Regions from separate parts of the Pan troglodytes genome. Here region 1 is linked to region 2. Evidence: chromatin contacts called from public Hi-C data. All regions are on one chromosome and are shown on one strand. Each heading gives the region's core, a stretch centred on a gene start, on an enhancer-like site or on the middle of the called end of the contact. The rest is flanking DNA. Distances are from core to core; before and after follow the strand shown. Region 1 holds the start of FBXO28 (F-box protein 28). Region 2 holds the start of NVL (nuclear VCP like).

Region 1 (2,878 bases), core at 156-2,655, 220 kb before region 2:
CCCATCCAGGATCACCCATAGATTTAGTTGCCCTGTCTCTTTAGTCTCCTTTAATCTGCCACAAACCCTTAGTCTTTGTCTTTTGTAACGTTAACACTTTTGAATAATTTATGGGCCAGTCATCTAGCGATGTCTACCTCAAACGCAACTCATGTGCTTTTTTTGCATGAATACTACATTATGCTGTGTCCTTTTCAGGGTATTATATTAATAGGCATATGATATTGGCTCCTCCTATAACTGTGATGTTAGTCTCGATCATTTGGTTATGATGGTGTCCACCAAATTTCTCTATTGTAAACTTTTTTTTTTTTTCTCGCTCTGTTGCCCAGGCTGGAGTGCAGTGGCAGGCTGACGGTTCACTGCAGCCTCGAACTCCTGTGGCTCAAGCAATCCTCCCATCTCAGCCTCACGAGTAGCTAGGACCATAGGACCTAGCCACCACATTTGGCTAATTTTTTGTATTTTTTGTAGAGATGGGGTTTCTCCACGTTGCCCAGGCTGGTCTCCAACTTCTGGGCTAAAGTGATTCTCCCGCTTCAGCCTTCCAAAGTGCTGGATTACAGGCGTGAGTCAACACGCCCAGCCTTGTAAACTATTTCTTTTCATCTTTGTAAATAATACATAATTTATGGGGAGTTATTTTGAGACTATGTAAATATCATGTTCCTCATCACGTTTACCTCCTAGTTTTAGTACCTTTTGATGATTCTTGCCTAAATCAGTTATTAGAATACAATTCATATATGATAAAATTCATTAAAGTATATAGTAATTCAGTGGTTTTTGTATATTCATACGGTTGTGTAACCATCACCGCTAATTCCAGAGCATTTTTATCACCCCGAAAATGAAACCCTTCACCCATTAGCACTCATTTCCCCATTTCCCCCAGCCTCTGGCGACCACTAATCTACTTTTTATCTCTATGGATTTGCCTATTTAAGACATCTTATATAAATGCAATCATACAATATGTGGTCCTTTGTGTCTAACTTATTTCACTTAATATGTTCTCACGGTTCATTCATGTTGTAGTTCTTATTGATATTTCATACCTTTTTATTTGCCTAAATCAATCATTTCTATGATTCCTAAAAAATGGTGCTAGTCTAACTACATTATTTCCATCTACACTTACTAGGCAACATCTTTATCATCCATTGTCAGGAAGCCCTTTAAGAAAACTGCACAGTGAAGTTCATTTTAATAAATAGGGTTTCCTTGCTCTCAAGTAGTTACTAATCTTAGACAAAAGGGTCTAGGATGACCACCTTTCTTGAGGTTTACATGATCTTCCCTGACTTCCACTTGAAAGGTACCCTGTGAGTCTCTCTCCGCCTGTTATCCCACAGGCTCCTCCCCACTCCTCCAGGTACCCCTTCCCCGGCGGCCGCAGGAGGAGGAAGTGACGCACCGGAAGTGTCCCTGTTCCCCTTGCTGTGGGGGTAAGGAATCAAACCCCCAAGATGGCGGCAGCGGCGGAGGAGCGGATGGCAGAGGAAGGAGGCGGCGGCCAAGGCGACGGCGGCTCCTCTTTGGCCTCCGGCTCTACCCAGCGACAGCCCCCACCGCCCGCGCCACAGCACCCGCAGCCGGGGTCCCAGGCGCTCCCAGCCCCCGCGCTGGCTCCGGACCAGCTGCCTCAAAACAACACGCTTGTGGCGCTGCCCATCGTAGCCATCGAGAACATCCTCAGCTTTATGTCCTACGACGAAATTAGCCAGCTCCGCCTGGTGAGGCCCCCGCAGAACTCCTGCCTCCCTCTCCCCCCGGCCGAGGTCTGGGAGAGGAGGAGAAGGGAGCGCGTTCCCCGGGAAGGGAGCCCCCCGCGAGCCCCAGCCGGCTACAGATCCGGGAGGGAGCCGCTCCCGTCCCGAACTCTCCCTTGGCGTCAGTCAGCAGGAGTGGGCTGGTTCCCGATTGCGTCCTAGCTGCGGAGCTGGGGTTACTTCCTGAGGGGACTTCGCCTTGGGGGCTCCTTGCCCCCCGCCCGGAAGCGGGCCCTCTACGGGAGGGGTAGCGGAGTTGGTCTTCCCACCTTCCGCCTGGCCTGAGAGTAGACCCGGAGAGGTCATGTCGCCTGCCTTTTGTATGCCGCTTCCAGCCCCCGGCCTCGGTTTGGGGAGAAAACTCAGAAGTAGGCAGATGATCCCAGCCAGGTTTGGTTTATCTTGCAAGAATAACGAATTGTTCCCCACCCCAACCACCTAAGTTTTCTTGTTCGAGAAGATTGAGTAGAGTAAGGTGGCTCAGTGACCCCAAACCAGGTAGAGGTTCCGAAGAATTCGAACGTGTTTACTTAGCCTTAGCCCCAGCGCCCTAATTGACCACTAAAGTAGAGCCTTGGGAAATGACCATTTCTGCTTTGCCTCATCCTAACGCTTCCCACCGTAGAGAAGCAACTTACCCCTTGACGGGTTTTTTCTCTTTTGCAATTTATTTTTAACTAGTGATTTACGCCCACCCACCTGCTTTAGGAGAGGTTTCTTTATACCTTAAAATCACAATAGGTCAGTCCATGATTTTTAAAAATAATGAATTTGCCATTGGGGTTTTACTTCACTCCAGAGGTTTGAAGATGTGGTGATTGTTAGTTCAGTTAGATATTTTGCTGCCTTTCAATGAAATTATCTTTAAGTGGTAAAGAAATTGAAGGAGGTGGACATTTTGAAGTGATTGCAAACCGATTCCATGGAGAAGCTAAATCTGTGCTGGGAATTGTTTTTAAGAGGACAAAGATATTTCTGAATGTGCTGTGTATAACATCTTCTTATTACTCAATATGCTGTATTGTAGGCATACACCTCCAGTTTCAAGTGGATTATAATTACATTTTTAAAGGAAATCATAACATTTTTAAAAGAGAACTTATAAA
Region 2 (2,821 bases), core at 123-2,622:
ATAATAAATTAGCCAGGTGTGGTGGTGCACACCTGTAGTCCCAGCTACTGGGGAGGCTGAGGAGGGAGGATCACTTGAGTTAGGGAGGCCGAGGGTGCAGTGAGTTATGATTGTGCCCATAAACAGCCACTGCACTCTAGCCTGGGCAACAGAGCGAGACTATGTCTCAGAAAAATAAAAATAAAATGAAATAAATACATAGATAATAGAGTATGTAGATACTACTCAAAGGTTATTACACTAAATGAGATCACATAGGAAGTATGGATAGATAAGAAAGGTGTATGAGGAAAGAGGAGGAAGGGGAGGTAAGAGAACAGTGGCACAGAGCACTTCCAACATTTACAAGTTGGTAGGAAAAGATGGGTCCGAAAAGGAGATTGTTTAGGGGCTGGTGAAGTGAAAGAAAAACAAGGAGAATGTGTAGCTCACAAATTCCTAAGTGAAGAAAATTCTCTCCCACCTTTTAACTCAGACTGCTTGCTTACATTCTAAGGTATTTGCCACACACTGCTTTTTACTGATGGTCATGAAAACGAGAAAACCGTAGGCAAAGTGCCTGTTACTGTTGCCAGACCCATGTTATCTCGTTTTAGTGTGTAAGTTCCTTGAGAACGGAAATTAACATATTATTTATGCCACCCCTTCTCAAGGACCTCTTACAATGCGAGCGTTTGAAGACCATTCCTGTGCTAACTTCACAAGCCAAAGAGGTTAAAATTCAAAGGCTACCTCCACTCTACTGAATGATCTGCGCTGAAGACGACCAGACAACTTGGGCAGCCCTACCAAGCTGCACCCTCCCACCATCCCCGGCTTCTCCCTGAGACTCCGCACCAACGTGGGTAGGGAAGGCCCCGGCACCACCAACTAAGGAGGAACAGACGCACGCCCAGACCCAGACTGGGGAAAGAAGACTAGTTGAGTTCCACCTGGATGCCACCCGACAAAAGGGGAGTGGCACCCTGGGGCAGCGATCGGGGCCCTTGGCGAGGCCAAGCGGTGCAGAATACACACCTGGATGACTCGCTGCTTGAGTTTATTATCCACGAACCCTGCAGGTCTGGGCTTCATCGCTTCGGTCTTCCAAGCCACAGCTCGGACCGCCAGCTCCTAGTCAACCGGGGGCCTCGTAGGGGTTGCCCACCGCGATCGCCGGGCCAGTTGCACCTGAAATACGCCCCTCCTGGGGCCTAGCCCGCGCCGTTTCCGTCAGAATAAAAGTAATGCGAATGAAGGGGAAAAAATTCCGAGGAGAGGGAGAAGACTTGAAAACCTCAGGGAGTTTCTAGGGGCCTTATTTTGCAGGCCTGCCCAGTGGACCCTGGAAGATTAGGACCCCTTTGAACGCGCTCAACTTTATTGGTTCCCCGCCGGGCGAACCAGGCGGGAGGAAGTTCCTACCCCGGCGCGGTGTGCGGAGACGCTGTCAACGGCGTCCTCTGGAAAACTTGGTTTGCTTTCCTCAGGCGTTCCAGCCACACCTCATTCTGATACAAAGCTAGTCTTCGCAAAACCAGCCACGGTAGATACTTGGAGTGATAAAATCAGGGTAAAAACACACCACCAGCCGCTGCTTGCTTTCCCACGTAGTTATCTTACATTTTAGAGGCCCGACAAAAGGGCTAGGTGAAAAAGAAAAGGAAGGACGGATTTATCCAGATAACTAAGTCATTTGTTACTTTTAGAACTCGTTTGACTTACGCTGTTATCATCGGCAGGTAATTTGTTGAATATATCCAGTGCAAGACTCCTTGGCCCAGAATTTTATCAAACGTTTGTATTTGCCCCAAGAAGTTTATCCTGCACTTAGGGAGACACAAAGGGACAGTTACCAAGCATTAAAAAAAAAAAATGCTGGCTTTAGTTTCTGTCTTCTTGTTTATTTCAACCGTGTTTTGAATATTCTTATTTCAGGTCCTACTTGGCTTATGACAAGGTTAAGTGCAGTGTATTAAGGGGCAGAGGGGAGAGAAAATGGAATTAAGAGAAGGGCGTGAGGCCGGTCACGGTGGCTCACACCTGTAATCCCAGCACTTTGGGAGGCCGAGGCGGGCAGATCACTTGAGGTCAGGAGTTCACGACCAGCCTGGCCAACATGGTGAAACCTTGTCTCTACTAAAAATATAAAAATTAGCACTGAATTAAGTATTAGATTTCCCACTCAAAATATTGATCCGTTTGGTTGCAACTTCATTTCCTACTTCTTCACTATGTGTAGTTTTATTTTTTATTTTTTTAGTTGTAAAATATAAGAACATTCACCATCTTAAACATTTTAAAGTGTGCAGTTTAGTGATAATACATTCATAATATGCAACCATCACTGCCATCTAGTTCCAGAACTCTTTTCATCTTGTACAACTAAAACTCTATACTAATTAAAAAATAACTCCCCATTCCTCCCTCCCCCCAGCCCCTGGCAACTACCATTCTACTTACTGTCTTTATGATTTTGACTACACTAACTTCCTCATATAAGTGGAATCTTCCAGTATTTGACTTTTGTGACTGGCTTGTTTCTTAGCTTAATGCCCTCATATAGCATGTGTTAGAATTTCCCTCTTTCTTTTCTTTTTTTTTTTTTTTTTTTTTTTTTTGATACAGAGTCTTGCTCTGTTGCCCAGGCTGGAGTGCAGTGGCGCAATCTCAGCTCACTGCAACCTTCGCCTCCTGGGTTCAAGAGATTCTACCACCTCAGCCTCCCGAGTAGTTGGGACTACAGGTGTGTACCACCACACCCGGCTAATTTTTTGTATTTTTAGTAGAAATGGCGTTTTGCCATGTTGGCCAGGCTGATCTCCAACTCCTGACCTGAGGT

Evidence for each region. Hi-C and Micro-C count contacts between places; a contact is called where the count stands out from the background.
Region 1: a contact with region 2 is called in a Hi-C map of a lymphoblastoid cell line, with 6 times the contacts expected there. The contact joins the promoter of FBXO28 here to the promoter of NVL in region 2. A contact is called at or near these places in 3 of 7 Hi-C or Micro-C datasets (blood, a lymphoblastoid cell line and stem cell-derived neural progenitor cells) and 1 of 1 datasets of contacts at active chromatin or transcription factors (stem cell-derived excitatory neurons).

Annotation. Positions count from the first base shown.
Region 1 is chr1:25,170,478-25,173,355 of NHGRI_mPanTro3-v2.0_pri, reverse strand. FBXO28 (F-box protein 28) reads left to right here and starts at 1,405. Exons shown (of 5, transcript XM_001135277.4): 1 at 1,405-1,736. The coding sequence starts at 1,470.
Region 2 is chr1:24,954,109-24,956,929 of NHGRI_mPanTro3-v2.0_pri, reverse strand. NVL (nuclear VCP like) reads right to left here and starts at 1,372. Exons shown (of 26, transcript XM_054659325.2): 1 at 1,018-1,372. The coding sequence starts at 1,074.